3 separate regions of the Mus musculus genome follow, and all the other regions are linked to region 1. The links are chromatin contacts, called in public HiChIP or PLAC-seq maps. All regions are on one chromosome and are shown on one strand. The core of a region is the stretch at or near the end of the contact, and the rest is flanking DNA. Distances in the headings are between cores, read along the strand shown.

Region 1 (4,219 bases), core at 182-2,681:
CAATCTAAGGATCAGGACAAAGAGTTCATTCCTGCAAGCAGTCGCTCCTAGAGCACTGTGGCAAAGAGAAATCTGGAGAAGCAAAGACAAGAAAGACACCAAGTTGGTAAAACTCAGCACATCCATTAACAAAACATACAGCACGAATGCGCAATCAATGGGATACTGTTCAGAAGGAAGGAAGGAAGGAGAACTACTTAGAATAGGAGGCATCTCAAAAACATGTAGGCTGGGAAAACAAACAAACAAAAACCTAAGACACATTAAAATCTGTAGAAAATGGCAACACTGCAGACTGGACTTTCCCCAGTCCACCATCAGTGGATTTTTGGCTGTGCGCACCTGTGCAGAACCTTGAACTGCAAGGAGGGGAAAAGAAACAAAGGCCTAGCAGAGAACTGTAGGATTGATCTTCTTTGGCTAGCTAGGCAGAGGTAAGTCTGAGGAAATGAACCTGAAAATAGGATGTGAAGGCTGAGAAGGTGCCAGACTTCCAAGTCCCACCAGGTGAGCAGAGGAGAGCAGGTGCCAAGGCCCTCCGGGTTTGGAACGGGCCTGATTCTTTTTTCAGAGCAGTTCAGGCAAATTAGAGGCTGGATAACAAGGCGAGCGTTCCTGTGATTCTAAGCCAAGTGCCAGAGAAGAATCAACCCCAAAGATCCAAAGGAAACACAGGGAAACAGGAACCAATCCGGTATCCTCTGAGTTGCTGGGGCCTATCATTTGCTTAACACCCAGCATGTGTTCCACACCCAAGGTTACAGAAATAGTCTGATGTGTTAACAACGCTCCCTTTGAGGCAAGACTGGGTCAGATTATCTAAGCCCAACTTCCAAGAACGCTACCTGGACCAGAATGCCTTCCCTTTCTACGGTTACAGTAAGCAACTGGATATAAAAACACTCTCACTACAATTGACAGCCCCTGACACACACAGCGCTTGTCAGCTGCCCCGCAGAAGCTTGCCAAGGAAGAGAGAAGACAGGCCCCGTAGCAGAGCCCAAGCAGTCATTCACTTCTCTGCCACCTCCGCCCCGCTTCTGTTTAGTTTGTTTGCTTTATTTTTTAAGTTTGTGGTTTGCAAGGTCAAGTCAAGGCCAGCGAAGCACCCAACACTGCGAGGGAGGAACAACTCCGACAACGGTCCCCGGTGCTGTGTGCAACCCACGAAGGGATCCGGATAGAAGTGAGCGCCCGCGACCGGAAGGTTCCCCTCGCGGAAGGTTCTGCAGCTCTGGAGTGCCCCCCTTCCCAGGCGAAGAGCCAAGCAGTACCTGAGGAAAACGCGTCCAGGGTCCTGCCCCGGGCTCTGTGGAAAACATCCGCCGCCTCCATAGCGGACATGGCGAGCGACTGGCCTTGCCTGGGCACGTTCTGTGAGAGGAGGGAGCGACTCCACACCACCCGGCAGCCCCGCCTGGAACAGCTTCTGGAACCTGCCCTCCAGGAGGGCCGGGCGGGGCGGGGCCGCTCTGGGTGCTGCTAGTACTGCCTGGGCAGAACACGGAGATTGCCACCCCTAGTGGGATCCTCCCGGGGTCAGGATCCAACTTTCACTGGAACAGACTGGGGGTTGAGGCTTTGAGGCCTGGAGTTGTCTTATGTAACACGCATCGGGCCGCTTCATAATTTGGGATTTCAGGTTAACAAGAATAGGAAAAAACAAAACAAAAACAAACAAACAAAAAAACCCAACAAAACCCACGTTTAGCTTAAATATATCTCATGCAGTATTTGGGAGATACTTAAGCAGTTATTTTTAAAATATTGTTTATCTGAAATTCCATTTCAATTTGATGTCCTAAGTTTTATGTTGCAACCCTTCCAAACTGCCCACCATAATCTCAAGAGTCTTTAAGGCATCTTGACTGCCTGGACATTGCCACTGTCATTCTGTCACTGTTGTTGCTGGGTAACAGGCATTGCCCGAAGTACTTTGTGTTTTGCTTGTTACCTCATTGACTGCACTTGTCAGATGGGGAAACTGACACTCAGAGAGAGACACAACTCCTGAAAGCTAAGAGCTGCAGGTGAGCAAGACAAAATCTATCCAACTCAAAAGCCGTTACACTGGACTACAACCCTCACACTTGGTAGCAATCCAGATTTCGAGGTGGAAAATGTTAAATTCAGATCTCCAAAAAGAGGATACATTTATTAAGCACTACAGGGGAATTCCTAGGATCTGCCAAGTTGCTAAATTTTCTTCTCAACAAGTGTAAGCCTGAAATGTTCGTATGGTTAACAGAGCTAGGATGATGTCCCATGACCTTGAACTAGAGTCAGATATAAGTCCTAGCAATTTAGGACAGAAATACAAATGAGCTTGTGTCTCAGCTACTTGGGTTTATCCTAATACTACCACTTACTTTAGGTATGATCTTAAAAATTAGTTGCTCTGCACCTCAGTTTTCCTACCTGTCAAATGAGAACAATAACAATACCTAGGGTTATTGGGTTGGTGAGAAAGTTAGATGATGTTGTAATTTGCACATAAGATGTCTCCCGTAGGCTCATGTTGGAAGTTGTCCCCAGCTAGTTGTGAACGAAAGAAAAAGAAATAAAAAGGAAGGGAAAGGATATGAATTCCCCCTAGGTGTGGTGGAGGAGAAAGCTTATCTGTGGGAGAGTGTAGCCAAAAGCTGAGACATCTGTGAAAATCTAATACTGGGCAAGGGGAAGGGGTAAGGAGAAGGAGGGAAGAAAAGAACCAGGTGCAGCAGCCAGGAGGCCAAAGGTACAAAAAGGCTGGGTAACAAAATGTCTGGACTATATAGGGAAGAGCCCCTGGGGGGGGGGGGAAGGGCAGCCCAGCCTCTGGGCTGGAGTGTTCAGGGTAAAGGGTGGGATATGCCAGCCATACCCTATATCAGGTAGGAACTGAGGCTGCTGGAAGAACCTGGAGGCCAGGTCCACTTTGATGTGCTAAACTGGCACCTCACCCATGTCCTGGGTTTAAAACTTAACAAATGGCAGTGGTTTGGGAGGTTCAGAGAACTTTAGAAGGTGATTCCAGGTTAAAGAATAAAGGTCTTTGGAAGGCGTGTCTTGGAGATAATCTTGTTCCTAAACACTTCCTGTGACAGTGTGCCGCTTGCCCTTCTTGAGGTGAGAAGCTCCTGTGCCATACATCTTTGTGATGTTTGGCTAAGTTCCTGTGCAAGCATCTGCAACATAAAAACCTTTCTCTGATCCGTTTCTGCCATAGTCGTGAACAAAGTAACAAGAGTTGATGGATTTGTATGTCAAACTGCTTAAAGTAACAGTTGCAGTGGCAAGTAGTAAGTATATTAGCCATGGTAATTATTAATCATCATACCTCTATTTGCCACATACAACCTGGACATGAGGAGGGATCTGACGAAATGGGCAAAGTGAAAGTGAATGGCTGAGAGCCAAAGCCCTGATACTTCCGAGGGACTCAGCCCTAGCCTACATCTCAGGCAGTAATTTTTGTATCCACAAGTCTCTCAACTCATTAAATATATGGATCTAGTTCTTTCTTTGCACAGCACCTTTGAAATGTGGTCTTCTAAATAGAAAACTGTTACCAGGAGTGGGGTGGGAGGAGAGGGGTAGATTTTAGAAGGGTGACAGTCACTAGCTGGTATGCCATCCCACCCCATGAGTGTCCTTATAGGGTAATAGACTTTTCTGTCCTCAGAATGTAGTTTGGGTAGTAGTGGAGCCAGCTCTTCCTCAAGGTGTCTGTGGCTAGAACCAATTGAAACATTCTAGAATGCAGATAAGAAGCTGAGGCCTGATGTACGGAAAAGTGCCTTGTCTAAGGTCAGCAGTATTCTTGGTGAGGCTCTGTGATGTTATGTCACTTTAGTAGGCTATAGGGCCAGGTCAAGCTTTGCTCTGATTACTTCTGAATCGATGATTTTCCATGAGTTTTTATTTGCACTTTTACTTTCCATAGTGTGGCAGACCTTGTATTAGTTACTGTCTTAGTCAGTGTTCTATTGCTGTGAAGAGACACCATTACCACAGCAACTCTTACAAAGGCAAACATTTAATAGGGACTTGCTTACAGTCTCAGAAGTTTAGTCCATTATCTTCATGGCAATGATCGTGGCAGCACACAGGCAGACATGGTGCTGGAAAAGTAGCTGAGAGTCTTATATCCAGATCTATAGGCAGCAGGAAGAGAGAAAGACAATGGGCCTGCCTTGAGCTTTTGGAAGCCCAGAGCCCACCCTCATTGACACACTTC
Region 2 (4,270 bases), core at 1,127-3,626, 260 kb before region 1:
CAAAATAAAGAAACTGGGATATAACTTAGTAGGGGAGTGTGTGTGGTGTCTAAATGGTATCTTCAGCACTAAGAAAGAAAGAGTAGCTTATGGGCATTGGTGTGAGCCCCAGTGGAGATCTGGCATCACTTTGGACAGATAGAGATAGCAGAACAGATAAACTTTACATAGACCTTGACCTTGACTCTCCACCACCTCTATAGTTGGTGCAGAGCCTGGCCTGGTTGCCAGCCTGGCTCCCCTAAAGGTTCCCAAGGACACACACAGGCTTTTCTTCCAAGTAGCCTCTCCAGTATTCAGGAAGACACATAAATATCTCCTGGCTTCCTGATCCTGATAATGCCACAGAATTAGAAGAAAAGCCTCTAAGCTGGCAGGACTTACATGCCTCTGAGCACTTATATTCACTGTCTGGAAGGTTCCCAGAAAACTATCGTCCCCGAGGGACACTTACTGTCAGGAAAACACCTGGTGCCACTTCCTCCTTGAGGAAGTGCTCTGCTCTGTAATGGCAGCTTAATGCCTGCCCCTGTCTTCTCCTTTCCTCCCCTCTGGTTTGCCCTTGGTGTCTGCTTTGTGGAACGAGCACACTGAGAGGCTCTTCTGAGGTACACTTTCTGGGGATGCTGTCTTTAAGATGGTAGCTCTAATGCACTGCTGCCTGGTATCCTTACAGCCAATAAGCCCTTCCTCAGGCCTGAACAGCTGTCCCTAGCCTCAGGCCCTGGGAGAAGATTCAAGGAGGAGCAGTGGCTGAGAGCTGCTCCTCCATCACTCAGTGCTGGTTGTGTCTGTCTGTACTGCACTTCTGTGCCACTGGGGTGAGGAGCAGGGCGCATGGCTTCATAGTCCTGGCTCTGTCTTGGCCCATCCCACATGTTCCAGTGACTCTGAAGGCAAAATCTCTCCCATCCGACTCTCTGTAACTTAGTAAGCTGCAAGAGGGCCAGAAGAAGCTGGAGAAAGAATATTTACCTTAATAATATGATAGATACACAGATTATCCTACAATGTGTATCAATGGAAATACCATCATTACAGAATACTGCAGAAGTGCTTAAAATAGGTAGTTCAGCCTCATCTGAATTTGCTGTCATCTTCTAGTTGTATTTTGTTCTAACAGTATTGACACACACACATTCTTACACTTAGAGACCATACTGGCCACGTGTATTCCCTCATTGCTTTTGAAAAAGACCAAGCTTTTATGTATGCTATTAAACTTTTATCAAAGTACACTTTGAGTAGCTATCACACTTTTATTTAAGGTTTTTAACTGGTAGTACTGTGTTTCAAAATGCATTCTAAGAGGCTGGAAATGTAGCTCACTTGACAGAGTGCTTGCTGAACATGCATAAAGGCCTAGCTTCCATTGCCAGTACTGCATAAATCAGCCCTGGAAAGGCAGAGTCAGGAGGATCAAAAGTTCAAGGTCATCCTCGTCTATATGGAGAACTCAAGGCCAGCCTGGGCTACATGAGAACCTATCTCAAAACAACACCACCACAAAATGGCTGTAGTGATGAATGGTGGCCCAGTTCTACCCCAGGTCCACGGGGCACGTTTGCCATCAATACCTTGAGTTTCACATCTGCAGGTTTTGGATGCAAAAGCAGGCACAGGTACTAGGTAGGTCTCACCTCTCCATGTTGGTGCCCTAGTTGAGTTAGGCTTGCATCTGAACCAGATCTGTCTCATAGATCTTTGCATAATGTAGAGAAAGTCAACTCATTCTCGAGAAGCATCTCAGAAGATGGCTCATTCCATCTTACGGAAGCTGAGGCTCTCAAGCTCACTCTCCACCTGTTGGCAGTGACAGCTCCTGTCAACTGCTTGTTGTATATTATCTAGGATAGTGCATGCTCTCTCACTCTCTTGCTCTCTTTAAAAATTGTTTTAAGATGCCTCCTTACATGGCCTTTTTCTGTAGCTAACATTGTTAAAATAGTTGAATAGTTTATATATTTTAACTTCTATAATCAAGGACACTTGAGATTTGGTTTTGGTTTATACTGGGGATGGAATACAGGGCCTTCTCCATGCTGGCAAATGCTCTACCACTGAGCTACCACCTGCTGCCTGAGGGATGATCTCTGGCAAACATTTTAGATGGTGTGGGCTTGTTGCTTCTAGGTAAATTTTGGCAAAAGGTTCCTTCTTAAAGGATGGCTTTTTTTTTTTGTTTTGTTTTTTAAGTGATCTCGGTACTTGCAGCCTCCTGCCTTCTGAATATGTTATATCAGCTCTTTCCAGCTACCTACAGAAAGTGATAGTCACAAAAACAGCAATGTGACACAAGAGCCCAGTCCAGTAAGACCTTGGACAAGTGAGGAACTTGGTGCTGCCTTGTGAGAGTGGAGTCTGCCCAGTGACAAGGCAGAAGTCTGTCTGCTTCCTGAATCTTCTGTACACAGAGCTCTCAGCTAACTGCTTCTAGAAAATCCCTCACAAGCACACCCAAAGGTGTGCCTCACCAATCTAGATGATTCTGAATCTGTCCATCACAGTGTATCTCAGAACTGATTTGCTCAGGACCTTGGGACTAGGAAGAAGGCAGGCTAACATTTGGTGTGAAGCCACTTAGGTCAAGACTCAGGCTCCCACTCACTCCTGCTCCTGTCTCCACAGCTGGGCTGCTCTCTCTCTTCAAGGCACACCTTCTAGTCTCTTCCAGCCTTCCTTACACGAAAGCCTCAGGACTCCACCTTTAGCTGGTTTCATTTTCATTTTCATTAGAGAACTGAACAGACCTGGCTTGTATCTGCTTCCTAGATGGAAGCTCCAATTCTTCTTTTCTTTTCTTTTCTTTTTTTTTTTGAAGGTGAACATAGTTTTATTTCATATTAACTTACAGTGTTCTCCACCTCACAGAATAGAGCCTATCCCACTATGTCCTCAAGCTAGAGACTCAGGGAATCATTCCTTTGCATCTATCTAGTTGATCCCCATGGCCCCAGATTTGTAACTTCCAATATTCTGAGACAATCCCTTCCTTCCTCTCTATTCCTTTCATGGCCTCGGCCGTGACCATACTTTTGCCTGAAGGCTATCGCAGCCTCCTACCTTAGTTCTGCTTCCTATGTTCTGTATCCTTTATAAGACCAACCAAGAAATCTCATAAGTTTGCACTCAGGCATAAAACTCCAATGGTTTCAAATGGCTGAAAAGTATATGGTAGCCTCTCTGAACCTGCACTGTAAGCCCATTTCCAAGCCTCAGTTTTTGCCACTAGCTCTCCCAAAATGTTCTTCTCATTGTTCCTGACATTCAAGCAGCTTGTGACTATGTTTTATATTTATATTGCTTACTCTATATATTTTTTAAGCACTCTGGGATTGAACTCAGATCTTATACAGGCTAGGCAAGCACCCTGTCACTGAGATACACCTCAACCCTTTTATTCATTCATTTATTTATTTATTTATTTATTTTTATTTTTATTTTTCCCACATTTTTATTACATATTTTCTTCATTTACATTTCAAATGCTATCCTAAAAGTCCCCTATATCTACCCCCACCCCCACCCTGCTCCCCTACCCACCCACACTCCCTCTTTTTGGCCCTGGAGTTCCCTTGTACTAGGGCATACAAAGTTTGCTATACCAAGGGGCCTATCTTCCAAATGATGGCGGACTAGGCCATCTTCTGCTACATATGCAGCTAGAGACACGAGCTTTGGGGGTATTGGTTAGTTCATATTGTTGTTCCTCCTATAGGGTTGCAGACCCCTGCAGCTAATTGGGTAATTTCTCTAGCTCCATGTTGGGGGCCCCGTGTTCCATGCTATAGATGACTGTGAGCATCCACTTTTGTATTTGCCAGGCACTGGCAAAGCCTTACAGGAGACAGCTATATTAGGGTCCCTTCAGCAAAATCTTGCTGGCGTATGCAATAGTGTTTGCGTTTGGTGGCTGATTATGGGATGGACCCTCGGGTGGGGCAGTCTCTGGATGGTCCATCCTTTTGTCTTAGCACCAAACTTTGTCTCTGCAACTCCTTCCATGGATATTTTATTCCCTAGTCTAGGGAGGAATGAAGTATTCACGCGTTGGTATTCCTTCTTGATTTTCTTGTGTTTTGGAAGTTGTATCTTGGGTATTCTAGGTTTCTGGGCTAATATCCACTTATCAGTGAGTGCATATCAAGTGATTTCTTTTGTGATTGGGTTACTTCACTCAGGATGATATCTTCCAGATACATCCATTTGTCCAAGAATTTCATAAATTCATTGTTTTTAATAGCTGAGTAGTACTTCATTGTGTAGCTGT
Region 3 (4,154 bases), core at 970-3,469, 280 kb before region 1:
TCCTCGAGGGTGAAATGTTTTCTAGAGAAGTCCTGGAGCTCAGGGGCATGTACACCTTACATAACTCTCTGGGCCTGGTAACTCATTCCCTAGAATAATAATTAGTAGTCCTAGGTGGACCCCTACGTGGGACTGGCTTCTCTGAAGTCCTCTCTCAAAGACTTAAAACCTGATCAGCAGGCTGGAGCCCATGCCTCATAGAATGAGACCAGGCAGGAGGCATGCTGGGGAGTGGCCTGGGGTTGGGCCTGTCTCTGTAGGGCAGCTCTTGTCCTGCCCTCAACCCTCAGCTTATTGTCACATCTCCTGGGCCCTTCCCCATACTAATTGAGTGTCTTCAATGCTTCCAGAGGCCTCAGAGCTTCTGCTGTGCCTTTGGCCACACTGCATGCCAGCACTCTGAGTCAGGTTCTGATCCACTGACATGCAGAACCAGGCTTAGCATATATTGACTTAGTAGACATTTGTTGACTGAAGACAAATTCATGGCTGAATAAGTGAATGAGAAGATAATTCCAGAATGGAGCAGCATGATACATTGGGCATTGCACCGCAAGGGAGTGGATGAGAAGGGGTTCTGGGTCCTGCTGTGCATGTACTCCTAAGCCATTAGTTTTGACTTTCTTATGCCTCTGTAAGCTTATCCTCCATACCCGTTGAATGGAGCTGAAAGCTAGAATGTAGATGCCCAATGAGAGAACAACATGGCTGCTTCCTAAAGCCCATCCTGGTGCTTAAGTTCCTCCTGTGCTGAAAGCCTTTGAAAAGTGTCAGCTATGAGGAAATGTCCTCGGCAATGTGCTTCAGAGTGACAGTGGTGGGGGCGGGTTTACCCTTGGGGTGGAGAAGACTGGAGCTGAGCAGCTCTGAGCTCAGCAGCTGAGCCAGGCACACAGAGGGACACTATTAGTCAATCCACATTCAAACTTCAGAAATCCTTCAGTAGTTTCTTTTTAATTTCCTTGGGCTGTACAGAAGCAATGAGGAGGCAAGGAGGAAGAGGGGGAGGATACATTACAATTAGAGAATGGTTGCCGCTGACCAGATGAGGGTCCTGCATCCCTGCTCCTTCATCTGTGCGTCTTCCTGCAGCGTTCCCCAACAAAGCTCTACTCAAATTGCAGTTTATTTCCCTCCAAGCTTTTTCCATCCATCCATTCATCCATCCATCCATCCACCCACCCACCCACCCATCCACCCACCCATCCACCCATCCACCCACCATCCATCCATCCATCCACCCATCCATCCATCCACCATCCATCCACCCATCCATCCATCCACCCCCCTACCCACCCATCCACCCACCCATCCACCCACCCACCCACCCATCCACCATCCACCATCCATCCACCCACCCACCATCCATCCATCCATCCATCCACCATCCATCCATCCATCCATCCATCCATCAATCCATCCATCCATCCATCCATCCACTATCCATCCTCTCCCTAATACAGTTCCTGACTCCTCAGTAATAATAGCTGCTGGGTTGTAGCATTTGCTATACGTCAAAAATGGCAGGCTCCACAGAGGCTATTATGTACATATAAGATGCTGTTTTGTGGCAGCCCCTGAGGCCTCAGACATCATACTGGATTCCAATAGTGCTGCTCTTGTTTTACAGGGCAGAGATCTGAAGTCTGAAACCACATAGGGATTGCTATAGTAGTGGACACTAAGACAGCAGTGGGCACTAAGACCCATGTCTCACAAAGCTTGCCAACAGGGATAGGGCACTGTGCTGGTAGCCAGTCATCATGCATGCAGGTAGACAATGTGCCTCCTGGACTGTTCACAGTCCTGATAGAGAGCACAGAGGTCAGCCAGCCACATTGGCCTTCCTTGCTTCTTAGGGCCTTAAGCCCTTACAAAGTGTATTCTTACTGGAACAGTTTTGGGAGGGTCAGTGGAGGGGAAGGGAGAGCCCTTCTGTTAATTCAGCACACAGTTTACTTGGCTCCACACAATGGTGGTAATTAGAACCCATTACAAGCATAAAACACCACATTCAGCCAGGCCTGTGAAAATGGGTCAAGAATTACTTTAAAAGCCTTGTCTGGACTTTCCTTTCAAAAGCTCTGCCAGCCATTCTGGGCTTGTTCACAAAGAGCTACTATTGATTTCTAAGGATCCTGGGATGGTTGTCAGCTCTGCAGGGCCTCATCTTCTTCCCAGCACAGAAAGTCTTTTCAAGCCTGAGGAGCAGGTGGATCAGGAGGAGGAAGGGAAAAGGCAGATGCCCCCTGGGCACATCTCAGCTAGCCCCAGTCTTTTAACGGGCTCATCCACTGGGCAACTGACAGGCCCACTCTGGCATTTAGCTCATTCTAAAGACTCATATTGACCATCCTTCAGGCTCTGTTACAAGTACCATGCATCAGCTGGAAGATCGGGGTAGGAGGGTTCTAAGGTGTTTGCCCAGGTTTAGTCTGGCAATGAGTGAGGGAGTGAAGCAGACCTGAGAGAAATAGAGGGCATTGGTCTTACAGAACCAGGGTACTGCTGGGTAACACTGGTGGATGTCTATCTGAAGAGTAGTGTTATGGTTTGTATATGCTCAGACCAGAGAGTGACACTATTAGAAGGTGTGGCCCTGCTGGAGTAGGTGTGGCCTTGTTGGTGTAGGTGTGTCACTGTGGGTGTGGGCGTTAAGACCCTACTCCTAGCTGCTTAGAAGCCAATATTCTGCAAGCAGCCTTCAGATGAAGATGCGGAGTTCTCAGCTCCTCCTGCACCATGCCTGCCTGGATGCTGCCATGCTCTCACTTTGATGATAATGGACTGAACCTATGAAACTGTAAGCCAGCCCCAGTTAAATGTTCTTATAAGAGTTACCTTGGTCATGGTGTCTGTTCACAGCAGTAAAATCCTAACTAAAACAAGTAGCAATAGATAGCATTTATGAAATAACCCCTTCTGTAGCTTTCTGGAAGATTAACTGATTAGCACCTTGTAAGCCTTCTGAAACTTGTGTTGTTATTTCTGCTGTTTTAAAAACAAGACTGAACCTAAATGAGAAGAAAGTAAGTTGTCCAAGGTCACAGCAACTGAGGGGAGAGGATAGGGTGGGTCTAGTTGGAGCTGTGGAACGGTTGTGTTGTGAGCTGTCCTGGCAGTCTGTGATGATGGTCCTTTGCTTACTGCAGACCCATGCAGCTGCATGGAGCCTCCTTCATTCTCTTGAGGCAAAAGGCCCTGAGCTCAGCACAGGGCTGAAGCTCCTGGCTGTTTTGGCTTGCTTTCTCTTGATCAGTTTCTCAGACACCATGATGAAAGTACCAGTTTTACCTGCTATTTGGATTTCTGGATGCTTGGATTTTGCACACCACCAGGCATAGGTGTCCTCTGGGCTGAAAGAGAGGCTGCTTGTCCCCTTTTCAAGAGGCTTGCTTGTGGATTCCCTGTAAGGCTGCACCATGAAGAGTGAAGGTTAACACTGGGGACCCTGTGGCAGCAGTTCAGACAGGTAGTGACACTTACTGACACCTGTGTCTTAGTGGTCTCTGTCTGTCAAGTAAACCATATAGCTCAGATCAGACCCCTCCCATTTCAATTGGGGTGTAAGGAGGGATAAATCTGCATTTCTCAGAATGGAACCTACCAAGTAATCATGATAACTTACTTGGTCGTGGGCTATTAACCTGTTCCATGAAAGACAAACCTGCATTTCTTACCATAAAAGGGGTTAGTTCTTACCATACTTCAACTGTTTATGCAGCTATCACTGCAAAGGCTACCAAGGCATGGGTTCAAATCTCTGCCCTGCCTCGTCTGACCCTGACACTGAGGTGTATCACCTTGCAGTGGTCTATTCTGTACGGAATGGTGGCCTACCCTGTAGGAAGGAGCACTAGATGTCTAAAGCCTCCTAGAGGTTGGAATGCAGCTCTGCAGGGGCAGCTGGCACTGGCCAGGTTTATTTTAACTAGGCTGGCACCATGTGCTGTTCACAAAGAACTCCAGTTTTCCCAACAGCTACGGCAGACAGGACCAGAAGACACAGTGTGTGACTTTCACCTCAGATGGATCCTGAGGCATCTGAGACGCGTTCCTGGTTGTCACTAGAAGAGCTTCAGTTGCTACTGAAATTTGGGGCTTGTCTCGATCTTAACCAAAAAGTGTCTGTTTTGCACTTGAAGGAGGGTAAG

What was found. HiChIP or PLAC-seq counts read pairs in DNA pulled down with a chosen protein or histone mark.
Region 2: a contact with region 1 is called in an H3K4me3 HiChIP or PLAC-seq map of bone marrow-derived macrophages, with 4 times the contacts expected there. The contact joins the enhancer-like site here to the promoter of Cpped1 in region 1. A contact is called at or near these places in 5 of 39 promoter capture datasets (the 3T3-L1 cell line, the C10 cell line, embryonic stem cells and 2 more), 5 of 115 datasets of contacts at active chromatin or transcription factors (the SCID.adh cell line, bone marrow-derived macrophages, large pre-B cells and 2 more) and 1 of 9 other capture datasets (embryonic stem cells).
Region 3: a contact with region 1 is called in an H3K27ac HiChIP or PLAC-seq map of neural progenitor cells, with 2.4 times the contacts expected there. The contact joins the enhancer-like site here to the promoter of Cpped1 in region 1. A contact is called at or near these places in 4 of 39 promoter capture datasets (the C10 cell line, epiblast stem cells, hippocampal neurons and 1 more), 1 of 15 datasets of contacts at CTCF or cohesin (the NIH/3T3 cell line), 7 of 115 datasets of contacts at active chromatin or transcription factors (astrocytes, bone marrow-derived macrophages, embryonic forebrain and 4 more) and 1 of 9 other capture datasets (adipose tissue).

What each region holds. Positions count from the first base shown.
Region 1 is chr16:11,907,992-11,912,210 of GRCm38.p6, forward strand. It overlaps Cpped1 (calcineurin-like phosphoesterase domain containing 1), which reads right to left and starts at 1,432. Exons shown (of 4, transcript NM_146067.3): 1 at 1,275-1,432. The coding sequence starts at 1,344. All of the region lies in intron 2 of Gm9961 (predicted gene 9961), which reads left to right.
Region 2 is chr16:11,650,510-11,654,779 of GRCm38.p6, forward strand. All of the region lies in intron 16 of Snx29 (sorting nexin 29), which reads left to right. Among named protein-coding and RNA genes, the nearest start is that of Gm32100, 69 kb to the left of the region's middle. Within about 2 kb of position 2,377, at least 58 of the 459 cell types and tissues checked have an H3K27ac peak or open chromatin away from gene starts, as enhancers often do. A contact at or near this core is called in the SCID.adh cell line, bone marrow-derived macrophages, hematopoietic stem and progenitor cells and 2 more, where this site is marked.
Region 3 is chr16:11,624,187-11,628,340 of GRCm38.p6, forward strand. All of the region lies in intron 15 of Snx29 (sorting nexin 29), which reads left to right. Among named protein-coding and RNA genes, the nearest start is that of Gm32100, 43 kb to the left of the region's middle. Within about 2 kb of position 2,220, at least 28 of the 459 cell types and tissues checked have an H3K27ac peak or open chromatin away from gene starts, as enhancers often do. A contact at or near this core is called in neural progenitor cells, where this site is marked.